Regions from separate parts of the Capra hircus genome. Here region 1 is linked to region 2. The links are chromatin contacts, called in public Hi-C maps. All regions are on one chromosome and are shown on one strand. The core of a region is the stretch at or near the end of the contact, and the rest is flanking DNA. Distances in the headings are between cores, read along the strand shown.

Region 1 (6,017 bases), core at 2,840-5,339, 64 kb before region 2:
CAGCACCCCAACACCCCCAGGCCCCACCCCGGGAGTGTGAGTGGTATTGCTGGTGATGGACGCACCCCGGAGCTTCGCAGTGACAGTACATTAGCCATTTCATTAGGGAAGTCTGGGTGTGTCTTATCTTGTATTTCTCCTCCATCTATCTGCAACCACATAACACCAGCTTTCAGAACACCAGCTTCTCCTCTTGAGTGTGCACGCTCTCCATGTTATCTGGGCATCTCACAGCAAGGCACTATCACTTCAATCATTTCACTGTCCCCACGCCCAGAGAAACCAGGTGACAAGCACAATTTCAAAGAGGTTAAGCAGATTATTGGACGAGGCCCTGCAAGCTGAGGCAGGACCGAGAGAGAAGCCAAGAGACCCAGAACCATCTCCAAACACAGGCGCTCTCTCTGGCCTAGTTTCATTGACTGCTTATTACACACCCCAAGAAAGACACTTCCTCTATGGCTACCCACATCCTTATCAGCAGTGCATTCGACAAAATCAGCACAAGGATAATGCGATTGACGGCTGCATGAAAATGTGTTTATTTCAACAGATGCTATAGTCTCCAGGACAGAACTGGAAATGTCTGCGAAACACCTTGACCTTCATGCTTTGGCACTTCCAATTTTCTCCCTAGTCCCTAGGGCATGGTCTGGTGATAAGAGTACTGCTATCTTCTTTTCCTTCAACCCTTCCCTCTTCCCGTCAAGCCTATCTAGACCCCCCGTTCAGTCTTCTTCCTGCCATCGCAGCCCTCTCAATGGCCTCCCTAAAACCAGTGCCACAAACAGGGCCTCCTCTTTGACTCAACTCGATTCCCTTTGTCCCTCAGCTCTTCCGGGAGGAAGGAGTCATTGGCGAGGGAAGAAGGCAGGCTGAGGGGGGATTATTCCAGGGCCTGAGTCTGGTAAAGTGCTCCAGAAGCACTTTCTGAATGCTATCACAGAGACAGCGAATGGTCACCTCTTACCTGAAAAGGCTTGTGCCAACAGGAGCACGTGTTTCGTGCCTGGAGGAGAGCAGAGAAACCCTACCAGATGCTGAGCAGCATGTGTGATTTCCCTGTGTTCGCTCACTCTCCCTGAAACCCTGGGAGGTGGGCACCATGATTCCTGGGTTGTAGCCGAGGAAACCAAGCTCCATAAATGTAACATACTTGCTCAGGGCAAGGCCAGCATGGGTACATGGGATCTCTTATTCCAAATTGGTTGGCTTTTCCCTTGTCATATCATATCACGAAAGGGTGATATGGTTCAGCAGAGAGCACACACAGGGGACTGTCTGGAAAATAAAGAGAACACTTGGCAGCCCACCGTTTAAGGACAGGCAGAGCAGTGAGTTCACCAATGTGAACTGGAGCTGCTGGGGGCCAGCGCCGGCTGCAGGGGAGGAGGGTTGGGGAGCAGATTTCTCAAGTCCATCCTCACACTGATTGCCCTTCACAGCCTCCCCACAAGGGGCTGCATAAAAAAGAAGTGTGGGAAGGCACATTTTTCTATCACATAGTATTTCTTAGTTTCCAGTATAAGTTTTATAAAATGTTACTCAGAAGCAGGCAAACAAATGAATAAACAACTCACTACTAGCTGCAGTACAGTGACGTCAACAGCCAGATCGTAGCACTCTAGAATGAGCATTTATGTCTGTTGTCCTAGGACGCTCAAACCTCTCTTCACACTCACACCACCAACGAAAACATTAAATCAGCCTTTAGGAAGCACAGAAACACTGAGTGCCTGTTGCAATAAATATGCTGGCACTTGAACGTGGTTTATTTTCTGCTGAGCTGAGTATAAACAGAGTCTTGACATTTTATAGCATTCTTACATTGCAAACCTTCATGTGAAACTGAACATGAGCCCTCATAATAAAATACTCCACTAATTAAACTCTAAATTTGCCAAGAAAAACTCTCCAATGGTAGAGTAAATTTCTCTATAAATTTCTAGAATTTCTTGTGAATATCCAACACACGGTATTTCCCAATTTGAATTCCTAACCTCCTGTCACCAAACCTGATCATTTTCCTCTCTGTTTTAACCTCTATGGATCCCATCATCCCCCAGTCATTGCTGATTCCTCTCTTGCTTTGGACGGTCTCTCATTCACCAAGTTCTGCTGTCTTTCCATCTGTGCTTCTCTCATTCTCGTTTGGATTTTGTTAAAACCTGTGCATTCAAGGTGGCAGAAGATGTTTTCTTAAAAAGACAGCTTTCCAGAGAAGACCATGAAAGCAGTTATACTTTCTATCCCCCTTTAGATGACAGTGAGCTTTGTCATTTTGTAGTTTTACCCACGTGGCTATTTTGAAACCTGTATTAAAAGCAAAAACCCAACTTTCAGAAATGTTTCAGTTTAGCGAGCCATCAGGAATTATACCCTGTCTTGAATAAGGTTTCTCCTTGATTTTTGGCCCCCAGGGAACACATACACACACCAGTTTTGACCATTTGCAGGGGAAGGATGATCACCCAGTTCAGGGCCTTATCCCATTGGTACCCAGAGCCCCGCACTCAGGCAGACAGCAATCATCACTTGTCTTCTGCCCCATCCTCCTCAGTCTCACAACTGAACAAACTGACTGAATGGCAGGCTGACATCAAACAAGTTCCTGCCACACAGTGACTGAGGAGCAGACATCGCTGGGCACACACCTCTCACCCCTTGAGTGGTCCTATTCTTCCAGATAAGGAGGTGGCCACAGGAGCCCAGAATTTCCTATCCTGTGCTACATTTCTGTCTCCTCACCTCTAGCCTCTCATCACCCAAAGTCTTTCAGGACAAAGGAGGGCACATGGGCTAGTTTCATCCAGAAAATGCCCCCTGATACAGTAAAAGGATGGGCTAGAACTAAATTCATATGACTCATCCCCAAAGAGCTTCTCTGCTGCACTGCAAATCTCATCTTCCCACCAGCCATTCAGACTTGAAGCCTCAGTGCCATCTCGGATCTCCCTCCCCCCCTTCCAGCCACCAAGCTGTCATGTCTCCCCACCCTTGCAGAGTGCCTCTGCCTTCCTTTGTTTCAACTCCAAAGCCCCATCCTATCTCAGGCCTCAGCTTCCTGCTCCTTTACTTACTTGCCCTCATGGCACATCTTCTCACACCACATCATCATCTGTGCCTAGAACTGAGTTGAAAAACCTTCACTTTACCACGTCATTCCCCGATGAAGAGTGTACAGCACTTCCCAGCTGGCTCATGGATCAGAGTCCACACTGTCAGCAAAGGATTCAAGATGCTCCCTAGCCCTGCCCCCATCAGGCCTAGCACACCAGTTCTAGTTCTGGGCCCCTGTTCACCCACTTTCCTTGGCCTCTGGGGTCCATTCCACCATCATCAACTACAAAATACTGCCAGTCTCCCAAGGCTCAGTTCACACAAGGCCATTATGATGCCTATAAGTCGGGTCTAACTCTTTGTGACCCCATTGACTGTAGCCTGCGAGGCTCCTCTTTCCATGAGATTTCCCAGGCAAGAATAGTGGAATGGGTTGCCATCTCCTCCTCCAGAGGATCTTCCCAACCCAGGGATTGAACCTGCATCTCCTTTGCTGCAGGTGGATTTGTTACCACTGAGCCACCAGGAAGCCCATCACGATGCCTGAAGCCAGCTCCTCTTCCTCTGTCTCCCTATGCGACTTGGAAGCTTCCTTACAACCTTTAGCCCATTTTGCTCAAAGGGAGAGGCACTGTTATACATGTCTCATCGTCCCATGACACTGCACATTTCTAGGTGACAAGGAGATTGCTTCATTCATTCAAGAAAATCAACTCGCATTTATCCAGAACCTACTGAACGTCAGGTACCGACTTAGGTGCCAGGCTCATTGTGGGAAATAAAACACAAGAACTGACATTCAGTGGGAGGAAGATGTGGCAGTCAAGTAAAGACGTGAATAACTAAAGGGCAGATTTCAAGAGGTGCCGGGATGGGAATGAACCAGGAGTTCTGATGGAGACTGCGCTGGCAGAGGTGGCCTTGGAGGCCAAGCGCCAGAAGAACAGGAAAAGCAGCAAGAAGACAGGCACTCCAGCCTGAGACAGGACAAGCTTGGCCCATGCCAGGGAGAGGAGAGGGGGCCAGGGTGGCACCAGTGCTGGATGCACAAGGGACACGTTGCTGGGAGTCGGAGAAAGGCCCACAGAGGTGAGGCCACACACAGCACGGTCAGAAGGTTCTGTTACGTGGTGGGAATGGAAAGCAGGACAAATGTCTGGAAGGCAAAGTGGCAATAAAGATCAAAACCTTCAAACTCCACATGTCCTTTGAACCACTTCCAGGAACGCATCCAGTGAAACAGAGACAAGTGTGGACAGCTGCTAAAAGCAAGGCAGTTGCGTGGTGTTATGACAGTGGTAAAGATTGAAAGCAGTTCACTTATCCACATGGGAGACTGGTGAAGTGAATTACGGCATAGCTATACAATGGCACATAATACAGCCTTTAAAAATGATTTTAGAGTGTAATTAATAACATGCGAACTATTCACAAAGGCTACAAAGCAATATATAAAAGAAATCATATGAACTACTATGCAATTTTTATAGAGGAAACTATAGGCATACAGAAACCAGCCCAGAGTTATAGTCACAAAATACTTTTTTCTGAGTGCTGAAGTTAAAGAGTAACTTTTTTGTTATTGTTTTTCACTTTTTTGTCAAATTATAATTGATAAATATACTACACTACCATGTGATGCTTTTGTTATAAGGGGAAAAAGGTTTTCAAAAACCTGTTAGGGGGGCGTCCCTGGTGGCTCAGTGGTAAAGAATCCACCTGCCAGTTCAGGAGACACAGGTTCAATCCCTGATGTAGGGAGATCCCACAGGTCGTGGAGTGACTAAGCCCATGCACCTCAATTGCTCAGCCTCAGCTCCAGAGTCCAGAAGCCTGAACTGCTGAGCCTCAGCTCCAGAGTCCAGAAGCCTCAACTGCTGAGTCTCAGCTCCAGAGTCCAGAAGCCTCAACTGCTGAGCCTCAGCTCCAGAGTCCAGAAGCCTCAACTGCTGAGCCTCAGCTCCAGAGTCCAGAAGCCTCAACTGCTGAGCCTCAGCTCCAGAGTCCAGAAGCCTCAACTGCTGAGCCTCAGCTCCAGAGTCCAGAAGCCTCAACTGCTGAGCCTCAGCTCCAGAGTCCAGAAGCCTCAACTGCTGAGCCTGCATGCCACAACTAACGAAGTCTGTGTGCCCCCTGTGCTCCACAGCAAGAGAAGTCACTGCAATGAGAAGCCCGCACACCGGAACTAGAGAAACGTCAGCGCAGCAATGAGGACCCAGCACAGCCATAAATAAATAAATAAAATTATTAAACAAAAACACCCAAACCTGTTAGTAACAAGAAGGTATAGCAGAGTAGATTTCCTATAAATAACAAAGGCTGCTGATCAAGAGATGGCCAGGGCAGTCTTCTGTCTTTTTTAGGGAATCTTCAGAGTAAAACAGAAACACAAAACAACAAAACAAAACTCCCTAGAACTTCAGGCAGGAAGTGTGTCATTCCTTTCTCGCTGATCCCTCTGACTCAGTACTGACTGTCAGGCCCCTCGGGTCCTCACAACGAAGAAGTTGGAGATAGGTGCTCTGACAGGATGAAGACCTGGAAACCTCGCCCAGGAGCTCCCAGCCCTGGGGCTGAAGTCTGAAATGCCAACCTGGACCTTCTAAGGGAAAAGCCTTTCCCATTCTTCTTTAGATTCATTACAACTGAGTCAAACACTCTCACTTATATTATTACAGGTTAAACATGATTACATTTTTGTCTCTTTCTTTTAAATAAGATTTACTGTGCAAGCCCCCAAACACGCTGTGGTGTGTAGGCTTTCTTCCCAAACAGGTTTGAAAATGTAATAAACGATTCAGACAAGTCCCAACAAGTCTCGGGTATTTTGATGCCAGTTTGTGAATGCCCAAGGTGAAAAACGTTCACCGCAGAGGCCCATTCAGCCAGCGTGCCTCCCTGCTGGCCCCTGGGTCACAGGGGTGGTTTGGTTCCCTGTCCTGTTTGGTTCTAAGCTC
Region 2 (7,012 bases), core at 665-3,164:
GCTTATTTCTGTTAATGCAAAGACCTTAATACCAAATATTCAATGTCTAAGGTATCCATATTTTACAGGGAGGAAGATGGTAGTCCATTTTCCTATACTTTATTTATTCAAATTACAGGTATAAACTCAAAAGCCAAGCCAAGAAGTGGCAGAGCCAAGTAGTACATATGGGGCGGACTGGTACTCGCAAAAAAATCTACAAAAAAGCCAGCTATGTCACCATAACTTGCTGACTTAACTCCCCACGACAGATCTAATTAGAAGGTGGCAATAAATCTCTCCAGGTGTTTAATTAAGTGTGATAATTATTTCTTTCCTTAAAGAGGGATGGAATCATATGTTTACATTTCAAAGCATAATGTTTCCTTAGTTAAAACACTGTGGAAATACTTTTCTAAAACACAGGATTCAAACCAGGATAAAAATATCTGCTGTGATAAGCAGCACTTAAAGTGATTTATCAGCTCTAAGTTTCATATGCCAGGGCACAATGGCAACTTCAGGTCTGCTCTGTTCTGGTTATTTCCTTTAGCTATATAGTTTTTTGTTTTCCTTACGCCTCAATGAGTAATTTCTACTCCATATGCCATTTTCCTGCCAGCATCTCATAAATGAAGTCTTATCAAGAAAGTGGGAAACCACTATGGGCATCTCTACTTCACAGCAAGAACATGACAAGAATAAACCGAGATACAGAAGAATTCAGAGACAGTTATAATTGGATGGGACCTCAGCAACCAGGGAATCATTTTACAGGTGGATTAGAGTACTGTCCTGCTATCAATTAAATATAAATATGTTTTTTAGGGAAGAAATACACCCTGTATTGAAATAGTATTGACCTCCCCAATAAAAATTATGTACAGAAGGGTCGAATTATCAGTCTTAAGTAGCTCAAGGATTTCCGTTGTTTCAACATTGAGCACCCAACTATCTTCCTCCTTCCTTGCTTCTCTCAGGGTACTGCTCCTCCTACCCAGTGCTATGTTTTAGGAAGTCAGTTGGCTTTAGCAAAACGGTGTTACTGAATCAATGAAGATCTTTTGGCCCCTAAACCCTGTTGGTCAACCTGGTCTTGAACTTGCCTACCAGCCGCCCAGGTTCTGAAGGCGCCCAAGTGTTCTTGCATCAGGTGCTGAGCGCGCAAAGACACGAACTCGCGCGCGCGCACACACGCACACACACACACACACACACACACACACTTTCTTCCTCAAAGGAAGTCTCCACCGAACGGTCTCAAGGCAAAACTCTAGTCGCTGCCCATTTTACAATGCAGGGTTGGATTACAATCTCAGGCCAGCATCTCGGTCTGCAATCTGGGACATTCTGATAACCGGGGCGGTCCTTTCGACAGCAGGAGCTGTGACCAGGAGGGCGTGACACGTAGCGGGGCCCCCATCTGCAGAAGGAACAGTAAGCGGCTCAGGGCAGGAGGGTGGAAGTTAAGGGTCATCAGCTCGAGTCGGTAAGGGCTCCCAGCTGGAGGTCTCAGATTATCTCGGCGACACAGGAACTGGGTAAAACTCCGGGGAGTTTCCGGAGCTGTGCGCGCCTGCACACACACACACACACACACACACACACACACACACACACACAAGCTCAGACGCACGCACTCACACCCACTCACATTTACTTCAGAAACTCTCTGTGAGCTGAAAGCGTGCCCCCAAGGAGCACCCCGCAGCCCAGAGGCCGAGGAAGTTCTGTGAGGATGTATGCGGGACCGGCGCGCCCGGGAGGCACTTACTCTGAAGAGGGGCCGGGTGGCGCGGGGACGCTAAGAGGCGAGCTGGGCGAGGTTACGGTGCGGAGCTGCCTAGCCCCTAGAACGATCGCGGGCTGCCGCGGACTCACCAGCAGAGCGCGGGCCAGAGACGGCGGGAGAAAAGGAGCCAGGGGCGGGAGAAAAGGAGCCGGGGGCGGGGACAGGAGGAAGAGCTAAAGAGCCAGGGGCGGGGCGGGAGGAGGATTTAGGAGACTGGGGGCGGAGCCGACCGAGGAGGAGGAGCCGGAGGCCGGGGGCGGAGCGTGCGCGGAGGAGTTAAGGGCCGGGGGCGAGGAGAACCCGGGATTCAGAGCCAGGGCCTCACTGCCGGTCAGGAGTGGCCAGGGCTCGGGGAAATGCGGAGGAGGGCTGGACAGCGGCTCAGGAGCTGGACTTGAGCGGCAAGGCAAGACCTTTGGGCTCAAGGAGCCAGGACCGGCTGGGGAGATACGCAGGGAAGAAGTTACTTTTTGGGTCTCTCGGTTTCTTCAGCTATGAAAGTGAGATACCAGCCTCAAGTCTATAGAGTCTCTTAAGTGAGCTCACGCCAGGCACCTAACAAGTACGCATGTATTATCTATTATCTGTTGCCATTAGCTTCGTCGTCGACATCATTTTCCGTATAAGCCCCTAAATCCCGCCTGCCCTTTTTTTTCTTTTTCTTTTCAGCCTTTACTGACCTTAAGTCTACCTGGCAATAGCTGATGCATAAGTGATTCCTAAGTTTCCATTCGCGAGGGATGCAAGAGTTAACTTTAAGAGTTAAAGGGTCATTGGATCCCAGCAAGTCAGTGTGGTCTAAGCCACCTCTGCGGACTTCAATGACTGCCCATACCCACAGAGTCTAAGAGTGGCTATTTACCGGAATGGGGCAGAATCTGGGCCCTGAACCCGAGGTAGTCATTCTCAAGGGCAAATGTTGCCAGACCTTCTTGGGAGTGTGACGAATCCATCCTTCATTAAGCACCTACTATATGATGGTTCTGTGCAGAGGGCTGGAAATATTAGAAATACTATCAAAACTTCGTATGTGCTGGTCACTGTTATAATCCTCATAACAACTTATAGATCCTATAGCTACCTTAGTTTCGAAAAACTGAGATCATGGCTTCCGGTCTCATCACTTCATAGCAAATAGATGGGGAAAAAATGGAAACAGTGACACGCTTTATTTTCTTGAGCTTCAAAACCACTGCAAATGGTGACTGCAGCCATGAAATTATAAGACGTTTGCTCTTCGGAAGAAAAGCTATGACAAACCTAGACAGCATATTAAGAAGGAGAGACATCACTTTGCCAACAAAGGTCCATATAGTCAAAGTTATGGTTTTTCCAGTAGTCATGTATGGATATGAGAGCTGAACCATAAAGAATGCTGAGTGCTGAAGAATTGATGCTTTCAAACTGTGGTGCTGGAGAAGACTTTTGAGAGTCCTTTGGACAGCAAAGAGATCAAACCAGTCGATCCTAAGAAATCAACCCTGAATACTCATTGGGAGGATTGATGCTGAAGCTGACTCTCCAATCCTTTGGCCACCTGATGTGAAGAACCGACTCATTGGAAAAGACTGTGATGCTGGAAAAGATTGAGGGCAGGAGGAGAAGGGTGCAACAGAGGATGAGATGATTGGATGGTATCATCAATTAATTGAACATGAGTTTGAGCAAATTCGGGAAAATAGTGAAGGACAGGGAAGGCTAGTGTGCTGCAGTCCATGGGGTCAGAAAGAGTTGGACACGACTGAGTACTGAACAACATAGCTACCTTAGTTTTACAAAGAGAAAGGGAGGCATAGCGAAATAAAATAATCTACCAACATTTCACATTTAGTGAGTGGCAGAGTATGGTTGGGACACAGGAAAGTAAACACATTTGGGTTTAATGACCACAATAGGAATATTCAGAAGGTTCAGAGATGTTTAGGACACTGTCCTGTGGGGAGGGGAGAGTCAGGAAGATTTTTCTGAAGGAGGTAATGTCTGAGCTCAATTTATAAGAAGGAATGGGAGCTTCCTTCTTCTAAGGAAGGACATGGTAAACATTTTTCAAGCATTAAGAAGGGTTGGTGAAGAAGTGGAACAATAGAAAAAGACCAAATCTAAGTGTTTTCTTCCTGTAGGAGTTGAAGAACATTAATTTGAGCATGGGAGACATACCAAATGTTCTAGAAAGGTTTCTCTGAAAACAGCATAGAAAACATCAGAGCTGGGAAATTTGCTTATGAAGTAATTGCAAGGATGGATGTTAGGATACAGCTCTACTGCTGCTACTGCTAAGTCGCTTCAGTCGTGTCCGACTCTGTGCGACCCCATAGATGGCAGCCCACCAGGCTCCCCCATCCCTGGGATTCTCCAAGCAAGAACACTGGAGTGGGCTGCCATTTCCTTCTCCAATGTATGAAAGTGAAAAGTGAAAGTGAAGTCGCTCAGTCGTGATACAGCTCAGTCGTGTCTAACTCTTTGTGACCCCATGGACTGTAGCCCACCAGACTCCTCTGTCCATGGGTATTCTCTGGGCAAGAATACTGGAGTGGGTTGCCATGCCCTCCTCCAGGGGATCTTCCTGACCCAGAGATTGAACCCAAGTCTCCTGCATTGCAGGCAGATTCTTTACCGCCTGAGCCACCAGGGAAGCCCTAGGATGCAGCAGGAGGCAGAATACAAATTTCAGGAAAGATGTCCCCACCCAAATCCCCAGAACCTGTGAATATGTTACCTTTCATGGCAAAAGGGACTTGGCAGGTGTGATTAAGGCCAAAGAGAATGAGATGGGGAGATTATCTTGGATTATTTGGGTGGATCTAATCTAATTATATGATTCCCATGAAGAGGATGAATGAGTCAGAGAGATTCAAAGTATGAAAAGAACTTGACCTGGGTCAGGAGCCAAGGAATGTGGGTGGCCTCCAGAAGCTGGGAATGGACCTCAGCCAACAACAACAACAAAAAATGGGAATTTCACTCTAACACCATAAGGAAATGGATCCTCCCTTAGAGCCTCTGGAAAGGAATTCAGCTCGATTGACACTGAGTTTATCCTGGTGAGACCCTCCTCCCCCACCACTACTGGACTTCTGACCAGAAATGTAAAACTGTAAAGTAATAGATGTATGTTGTTTTAAACTCCTAAATTGGTGTTAATTTGTTTTGGCAGTAATAGGAAATAATTATAGACGCTGAATGCTTAAACTAAGTGGATGGAAAGATGGATTCAACACTTATAAGGCCCTGGAGATTGATGGGATGTGGGGGCTGAAGGAAGAAGATTAATCTAGGTCGATTTACTGGGTTTCTGGATTGGCAGGCTGTCTTTGGTGATGCCACCCAGTGGAGGAAAGGACAAAGGCAGGTCTTTTTAGGATTAAAAAGGTTTACACACTTGCAGGCCTTCCCTACTCCTTAAAATCATTAGAAACAGTCCCCAAAAGTCCATGGGCGGTGATACTTGTTACTGCCTAGTCTTCTAGAAATGGATCTGCTCTGTGTAAGCTGGATGACTTTGGACAGAGCACAGAGCATCAGTAAAACTTGGCTTCTTCTACTGTGTGGGATAGGAGGAGCCCCATCTGCATGATTCCTGGGTCAGCCAGGATGTCATGGTATCTATAACCTCAACCCAGTAACTTGCACCATTGCTTCATTTCAGTCTCCCTTGCCTCAAGCTGTGCCCTGAAGCAGCACTCTCCAGGGCTACTTCTATTTATACATAAAGATTCTTTAATCTTTCTCTTTATCATTCCACACCCCTACTATGGCCTCTCATCCTTGGTCTTCACATGCTTTCTTTACCTCTTGCAGACCTGCATTTCTATTGACTTTGCTTCCTACGAGCCTAACCTGAAGAGCCAGCACCTCAGTCACTCACTGCTAATGCCTCTCATTGCTTTATTCCATCGCCCTTTCCTTCTCTTACTTGGCACATCTTTCTATCCAATCCACATATTCGTATGTGCTACTTAAGAACCAAAAGATGTGAAACCTGATGCTCTGCAGATTCATGATCTCTGATCCGTTAAATCCTCAAGCAGGCTTGCATCACTGATAGAAAGAAGGGAGTTCGATCTTTATCCCTTTCCTCAAGACATCTTTCACACCCCTAATCCTTCCTACACTTGATACACAATTTTACCTATTTCAAAGAAAATATACAGATCATCAATACAGAATTTTCTCTACTTAGCCCAGCTAACAAAGATGCCATTTACATCCGCAATCACCTTGACTTCCTTTCCTCTGATCCCGGTGGATCAGAGCAAACCCATTCATCAGCTTTCAGGGTCCCTGAGGAGTCCTCCCTTCTATTTACAGAGGCTGTATTCTGTTGAATATCCATTCTTTTATCTTCAACCTCTCAATTTCTATACTTTCCCCACAAAAGATTTTTTTTTAATGCTAAAATAATAAAATTTAAATAGCACCACGGATCCTACCACCTTCTCTCACCTCTTTACTAGGGTCATCTAGATCTGACAGTAGAAACAATGCGGAGTGGCCGGTGCCTCACTGCTTCCTTTAAGGGACCTGGGAAGGAATCTCTACAATTCCAGGAAATGTGTGTCACTGTTAGCAAAGAACAACCAGTCTTGCTTCTCTTGAATAAAGGCATAGGACTCCACCTTGCTTCATAGTGTGATGATATTTAGAAATTAACAAGATATTGACCTTTTCTATCTTCAGTTCAGTTCAGTCACTCAGTCATGTCCAACTCTTTGCGACCCCATGAATCGCAGCACTCCAGGCCTCCGTGTCCATCACCAACTCCTGGAGTTCACTCAGACTCATGTCCATTGAGTCAGTGATGCCATCCAGCCATCTCATCCTCTGTCGATCCACAACTGAGTATTGTTTTTGCTTTGGCTCCATCCCTTCATTCTTTCTGGAGTTATTTCTCCACTGATCTCCAGTAGCATATTGGTCTATCTTACTTGGGCCAAAAGGCACTTGGATCATTTCTTTTTCAAACTAGTACTTGCATATTTCCACTTGGATTTATAAAAACAAAACAAAACAAACAAAAAAACCGTATCTAGGAAGCTCCTAATAACTAGTCCATCATTCAACGGTTAATTATATTTTGAAATAATTACAGCTGTATCTGGAATAACTGAATCCTCTCAGATCACCTACCCCCCAAAAAAGACCCCAGACCATATAAATCACATAAAGTAGAGATAGCTGTAACTAGAGCTGCATGCCAGAAATACCTCTGTACATAACTTCTATTTTTACTTCTGCCCAGTT

The links. A called contact is a pair of places that touch in the nucleus more often than the background predicts.
Region 1: a Hi-C map of blood shows a contact between it and region 2, with 4 times the contacts expected there. The contact joins the enhancer-like site here to the promoter of TNFAIP8 in region 2. A contact is called at or near these places in 3 of 5 Hi-C or Micro-C datasets (all in blood).

Annotation. Positions count from the first base shown.
Region 1 is chr7:76,037,568-76,043,584 of ARS1.2, reverse strand. The region is part of intron 2 of TNFAIP8 (tumor necrosis factor alpha-induced protein 8); the gene reads right to left. Among named protein-coding and RNA genes, the nearest start is that of TNFAIP8, 65 kb to the right of the region's middle. Within about 2 kb of position 4,089, at least 1 of the 5 cell types and tissues checked has an H3K27ac peak or open chromatin away from gene starts, as enhancers often do.
Region 2 is chr7:75,970,407-75,977,418 of ARS1.2, reverse strand. It overlaps TNFAIP8 (tumor necrosis factor alpha-induced protein 8), which reads right to left and starts at 1,914. Exons shown (of 3, transcript XM_018050668.1): 1 at 1,754-1,914.